2 separate regions of the Mus musculus genome follow, and region 1 is linked to region 2. The links are chromatin contacts, called in public HiChIP or PLAC-seq maps. All regions are on one chromosome and are shown on one strand. The core of a region is the stretch at or near the end of the contact, and the rest is flanking DNA. Distances in the headings are between cores, read along the strand shown. Region 1 holds the start of Scamp4 (secretory carrier membrane protein 4). Region 2 has its middle 11 kb from the start of Mex3d.

Region 1 (3,488 bases), core at 398-2,897, 230 kb before region 2:
CCACGAGGCGACCTGCAGGGCTACCTGACCATCATCATACCCACATCCTGGCACCCCCACCAATGTCTACCTGGCCACAGGAACCTATGCGATGGACTCAGGTACATCTGTTGGCTTTCAGGGCTCACCCAGCTGCCCAGGTCAACACTGAATGTCTCTATGGGCTAACTAGAGAGTCACGGGTGCCACTAGGAGTCCTGAGACTAAGAAGGGAGAACAGCACCAAGGGTGTCTGAGATCCTGGTGTCACCATGGCTGCCCCTGCAAAGGCCCCATGGCAGGCAGAGCCCATGAAGGGCGTGGTGACATCTGGCTTCCCCAGGGCATACACCACGCCTACAACGCACAGCGCCTGACTGGGCTACAAAGCGCCACTGTCTCCAGGGCAGAAGACACAGCTTTGTTTGTCCCCTCAAGACTAGACAACAAGGGACACAGAAAGATGGATGCCTTGGGGACAGATGACAGCCTGGGCTTATGGGCCTCTGGAGAGGAGTTTAATAGCTATAGGATGGTAGCCAATGCTTGGCCAAAGGGGCCCTTCATGTTCATTGCAATTGTGGCCTGTTATTCCCTTGTTTTAGGTGACAGGTGCCCACTGTACACCAGCATGGGAACAGGTTTGAAAGGGGCTCCTTGTACCACAGACAAGGACCTGCGGTCCAGCAGACACTTCCCACCTCTGAGGAACCACACGCCCTCTGCATTCAACAACTGCAGGCAAACAATGGGCCTTGGGTCCTGGGTATAGGGTCCAAAAGAATGGGACCGTGGCTGGACAGACTACAAGGATCAGGTCTGGAAGCTCAGGCCTGAAATACAAGTCACTCAATAAGCCACTAGATGGGAGTTCGGGGCCAGCTTCAGCGGTACAGGAAACTTCCAAAATAAAAAAAATGAAGTGGGCTCGGGGTAGAGCTCAGCAGTGCTGAGCCTACCTATGTCCACCAGTGAGGGACTGAAGCTTAGGTTAGGGCCCCTTGTGAGGGGATGGGGTGTGGCGCAGGGGTAGAGTCCCTGCCTGGAATCATCCATTTAAGGGCTGGGTACAAAGATTAGCGAAAGCTCCTGGAATCCACTTCTGAAGGGAGGGGAAGGGGATCAGTAGTCCAGTGCCAGTCTAATATAACCAAAGTCCAGGATTCGATCCCTGGTACCACCAAGATACCCCAAGAAACCCCATAGGGTACAAGAGCTTAAAGGGAAACTGCACACCTGCTGTAAGGATGGTGGATAAGATAACCCTGAGGCAGGGGACTGTGATGACCCGGAACATACAACCGGAAGCAGCTGGAAATCACAGGGTTTCCGGAATCAGAAGTAGGGTACACGCGTGCGCCGCAAACCAACGGCATAGGGCGCGGTGGGCGAAAAGCCCTGTGCACACGCGTACTAGCGTTGACTACTCGCGCACGCGTACTCCCACCGCCTCCCGGGACGCGCACAACCCTCTCAGGCTACGCGGTCTGTCCCGATAAGGCCTTCTTTCCCTGTCCACCGCCCTTGCCTTGTCACCATCTCCGGTGCCCCATGGCGGATTCGGAACGGCGAAAGCCGAACCCCTACGGCGGCTGCTCACCTGAGGGACACCCGAGCGAACGCCACGCTTATCCAAGTCCTAGCAACCGGGCCGCCACGCCTGCCACCGCGGGGCACCACGGGAGCGTAGTTCCATGGGCGGGGCCTGCGCGATGCGACTACATTTCCCTTAAGGCCGTGCGCGTGGCTGCTTCACAAGGCCTTGCTGAGTCTAGGGGGTTTTCTTATGTGTGCTGCAGCGAGTAGAATACTGTGGTTTGAGATCCTGGGATGGCACTGAACTCGGCCCCTTTGTGACACTTTGAGACATCAGCAGAGAGAAGACTTGAGGCAGAAGGAGACTCTATGGCCATTAGTCACTCAAAGAGCATCTGCCATCATACTTCTGTAAAGTCCCATGTTGCTGGTGAACAATCACTTTTACTGCTTGGAAAGTGACTGTAGTCTGAAGTTTTAGGTCCACTCAGGCCCTCATTCTCCTCATCTGTACATGGGTGAAACAGATATGTGAACTTCTGAATAAGTCTGGGGCTGGGGCTGTTCATGGAGTGTTTTCCTAGCACCCAGGAGAACCTGGATTCCATACATAGCATTCCTCATGGCACAAGCTGGTCATGCCTGCACTCTGGGGGTGGATACAAGAGAACAAAAGTTCAAGATGGTTGGGGCGAGGGCCTTTAACCCCAGCACTTGGGAGGCAGAGGCAGGCAAATCACTGGGAGTTCCAGGACAGATCCTGTCTTTAAAAAACAAAAACAAAAGATGAAGAAAATAAATGAACAAGTAATAGAGGCAGGAGAGATGACCTAACATTAATACCTTTTAGTTAATTATTGTTTTAGATAAAGAGTTTCACAGTGTAGCTTTATCTGCCCAACATGTCATTCCCAGGCCAGAGTCCCTGAGTCTCTCCCAGGGTCCTTCTTCCTCTGTGGCTTAGGACATAAACAGCAGATTGCCTGGCTGAGCCCTGACCAGCAGGAAGGTAGAAAGTGGCACCAGAGAGCCTGGGGTTGGCTCCAGGATCAACCTGTTTGCAATCTTCTAGGCCTGTCTGCCAAACACAATCTTTCTGGAATAAGGAATGCCTTGTGACCAGCTTATCAGAGCAGAGTAGGTCCCATGAGTTTGGTGTATGGCTGCTTGCAAGACAGATAAGTGGGAGATTAGTGTGGATATGACCAGCATTACAAAGCTAGAACCCAAGCCGGGTGGTGGTGGTCCACGCCTTTAATCCCAGCACTTGGAAGGCAGAGGCAGGCAGATTTCTGAGTTCGAGGCCAGCCTGGTCTATAGAGTGAGTTCCAGGACAGCCAGGGCTATACAGAGAAACCCTGTCTCGAAAAACAAACAAAAAAACGAAGCTAGAACCCTTAGGTACAGTGTCTGGCTTCTAGGAAGCCATGTGAACCAAGGGTCTTGGGAAGAAAACCAAGTTTTGGGTCATCACACCAAAACAGGGCCACCAGGAAACCCATGTTGTTTCTTTAATATTTTTTGACTAAGCCCAGGTCCATAGAAATGCTAGGCCAGGAGCTGTAGAGATGGCTCTGTGGCTGAGAGCACTGGCTGATCTTCCAGAGGATGAAGGTTCAGATCCTAGCACCCACATGGTGGCTCACAGCCATCCCTAACTGCAATTCCAGGAAGTCTGATGCCTTTTAAAACCTCTGTGTGCACAAGGCACATACATACACAAAGGCAAGGCACTGATATAAATATTTTTAAAAATGCTCTGCCAGGGTTAGAAAGGCAGTTTGCCAATGGGGAACCCTGATTGCTATCCCAGAAGAACCTGATGTGAGTCCCTGCACCCACATGGTGGCTTACAACCATCTGTAACTCCAGCTTCAAGGAACCAAATGACTTCTCCTGGCCTCGATGGGTGCTAGGCTGGCATGTGTTACAGAGACAGATAGATATGCAGAGAAGTTTTCTAAGAGATGCTA
Region 2 (3,188 bases), core at 439-2,938:
CTGATTTAATATCTATGGCATTTTGCCTGCATCTCTCTGTGCATGTACGTGCAGTACCGGCAGCAGCCAGAAGGGGGCGTCGGTCCCCTGGAGCTGGAGTCACAGAAGGTTGTGAACCCCCATGTGGGAGCTGGGAACCGAATGGATCCTCTGCGGGAGCAGCTGGGTGCTGTAGCCGCTTGCCCATCCCTCCCGTTCTCCCTGAGGTGTCCCCAGACCCTGAGCCCTGGGACCACAGGCCGACACTTCTCCTCCACTTCTGGTTAACATCCAGGTGTTGACATAGGCGAATCAGGGCAACACAAGGACAAACTGATAAAAACACTGGGATCCCAGAGCACAACACACACACACACACACACACACACACACACACACACACACACACACACACACACACACGAAAAACGTAGCATCGGCCCTCCCCTTCTCACCATCTTTCTGGTGCTCAGGAATGTCCTGGCAGATGCTCTCAGGAGCGTCAACGCTGAGAAACAGACAAAAGTCAGGTCTCAGGTCCTCATCAGTCGCCTCCAGAGTCTCTGTTCACTCCCTATCGGTGATAGGGAGTGAACAAAAGCATGGTTGCAGTGGTAGATTTGACATCCATCACTGCTGAGCACGGAGCTGGGGAAATTGTGAACCTCCCAGGCAGGTTGAACAAGTGTGGAGCAGTCAGCCCTAGATTTGCTGTGCAGCTCAAAGACCTTGAGACAGGGCAGAAGACCCCAGTGTGGATTCACTGTGCTGACACCCTCAGCTGGCATTATGGACCGTGAAGAAGCAAGACAGAAAGGAACACACGGGAGGGAATCCTGGGATTCTTCTAGAGATCTAAAACATAAATAAAAAGCCTCTGAGGAGGCTGGAGAGATGGCTCAGTGGTTAAGAACACTGACTGCTCTTCCAGAGGTCCTGAGTTCAATTCCCAGCAACCACATGGTGGCTCACAACCATCTGTAATGGGATCTGATGCCCTCTTCTGGTGGGTCTGAAGACAGCAACAGTGGTGGCACACGCCTTTAGTCCCCTGCTAACTATAATCATTTCACGATAAATGACACAGGCAGAGATCAAGCGTTGGATTCTATAAATATTTCTACTAGGGCCTGGAAGATGGCTCAGCAGGTGCAGGAGCTTGCTGCCAAGCCCAGCAACGTGAGTTCAATCCTCAGGACCCACATGGTGATAGGAGATAGTGGCTCCAACTTGTTCTCTGATGCCGGGCAGTGGTGGCGCACACCTTTAATCCCAGCACTTGGGAGGCAGAGGCAGGCAGATTTCTGAGTTCGAGGCCAGCCTGGTCTACAGAGTGAGTTCCAGGACAGCCAGGGCTGCACAGAGAAACCCTGTCTTGAAAAACCAAACCAAACCAAACCAAACCAAACAAAACTTGTTCTCTGACCTCCCCATGATCATACACACAACAAATATGGATTTACGTTTTAAATTTTATTTGCTTAAGAATTCTATGCTAAAAAGTTCACTCACCTCAAGGCCAGCCTGGTCTACAGATCTAGTTCCAGAACAGCCAGATTATACAGAGACCCTGGATCAAAAAAAAAAAAAGGCGCCCTGGACCTATCTTCTGTCGCCCCCGTGTGGCCAAAGCGGCACATAACACCTTGTTCACAAGCACAGCTTGCACTTCCAAAACTCGCCACGCTGGGCCCTGTTTCACCAAGCAGCCCACAGTGAGCTGAGCCTCTGCCTGCTACAGGGCCCTCTCTGATGTGTCCCAGGCCTTGTCTCTTTCCCCAGACTCTGACAGTAGTAACTGGAAAGTGGTTTTTTGTGGGTTTTTTCTTTTTCTTTTTCTTTTTTTTTTTTTTTTTTTTTTTTTGGTTTTTCAAGACAGGGTTTCTCTGTGTAGTCCCGGCTGTCCTGGAACTCACTCTGTAGACAAGGCTGGCCTCGAACTCAGAAATCCACCTGCCTCTGCCTCCGCTGGGGTTAAAGGCATGTGCCACCACGTCTGGCTGTTTTGTTTTTGTTATTTTTTTAAATTAACAGATAAATTTATTCTTCACTTATTTACTACACCTGACTGCAACTTCCCTTCCTCCTAGCCCCTACAACCTCCGCTCCTCCCAGGCGCTCCAGATCCACAGTTGCTCCACTTCCCTTCAGAAAAGAGCAAGCCTCCGAGGGATATCAACCAAACACCACATAGCAGGTTACAAGATGGGCACAAACATCTCATATCAAGAATAGGCGAGGTGACCCATTACAAGGAAAAGCTTCCCATGAGCAGTGACAACCCCACTCCCGCATCACCACACATTTGCAGAGGACCAAGTGCTGACCCATGCAGGCTTAGAGCTTCAGTGTCTGTAAGCCGCCCTGAGCACTGATTGACAGATCCTGCGGGACTTGGTTTATTATTATTATTATTATTATTTCAGTTAATTATTTTTTCTTCAGATGGCATCTCATTATGTAGCCCTGGCTGTCCGGGAATTCTCAATGTAGACTAGACTGGCTAGTCACAGACATCCCCCTGCCCCTGCCTCCAGAGTGCTGGGAATAAAAATGTCTACCACTAAGTCTCATTTCATAGTTTTCAGTAGAAACGCCTGTGGCTTTGTGTGCAGAACTCCTGGTTGGGAGTGCCATAGCTTCATGATGATCCACCGCTGCCACCCTAGCACTCGGGAAGCCGAGGCAGGGGGATTTCTGAGAATTCAGGATAGAGAAAAACTTGGTCTCAAAAAGCAAACAAAGAAAACTGATTCATCACAATGGCTCAGGGGCACCCGAGTTAGGTTCCCAGAACCCACGTGATGGGAGAGAACTGGGTCCTGCTCCCTACCCTCTGACCGACATGCATGTTAGCCCACATCAATGACAATGCTCACCAACAGGGCCAGGGCAGCAACTGCAGAGCTTACCCAGCACAAAACCATGAGTTCCATTCCCAGAACCTCCGAAGCCCTGTGTGGTGGCACACGCTTGTGATCCCTGCACTGGAGAGATGGAAGTCAGAGGGTTGGAGGTTCAAGGTCATCTACTACTTAGAGGTATCAGTGACTTCACTGTACAGAGGGGGAAACTGTGGCTTCTAATTCACCCTCTCTCCCCCTCAACCGCCAGACATTTGTAAAACTGCCATTAAAAAAAAAATCTTTAATCCCAGCACTTGGGAGGCAGAGGCAGGTGGATCTCTGAGTTTGAGGACAACCTGGTCT

Evidence for each region. HiChIP or PLAC-seq counts read pairs in DNA pulled down with a chosen protein or histone mark.
Region 1: a contact with region 2 is called in an H3K4me3 HiChIP or PLAC-seq map of bone marrow-derived macrophages, with 2.1 times the contacts expected there. The contact joins the promoter of Scamp4 here to the enhancer-like site in region 2. A contact is called at or near these places in 7 of 39 promoter capture datasets (HPC-7-derived erythroid cells, cranial neural crest, embryonic stem cells and 4 more), 1 of 484 Hi-C or Micro-C datasets (embryonic stem cells), 4 of 115 datasets of contacts at active chromatin or transcription factors (bone marrow-derived macrophages, embryonic stem cells and pancreatic cancer cells) and 1 of 9 other capture datasets (pancreatic islet).

Annotation. Positions count from the first base shown.
Region 1 is chr10:80,601,041-80,604,528 of GRCm38.p6, reverse strand. Scamp4 (secretory carrier membrane protein 4) reads right to left here and starts at 1,647. Exons shown (of 7, transcript NM_019575.4): 1 at 1,580-1,647. Adat3 (adenosine deaminase, tRNA-specific 3) reads right to left here and starts at 1,649. Exons shown (of 2, transcript NM_001100606.1): 1 at 1,580-1,649.
Region 2 is chr10:80,374,806-80,377,993 of GRCm38.p6, reverse strand. No RefSeq gene overlaps it. Among named protein-coding and RNA genes, the nearest start is that of Mex3d, 11 kb to the left of the region's middle. Within about 2 kb of position 1,688, at least 63 of the 459 cell types and tissues checked have an H3K27ac peak or open chromatin away from gene starts, as enhancers often do. A contact at or near this core is called in bone marrow-derived macrophages, where this site is marked.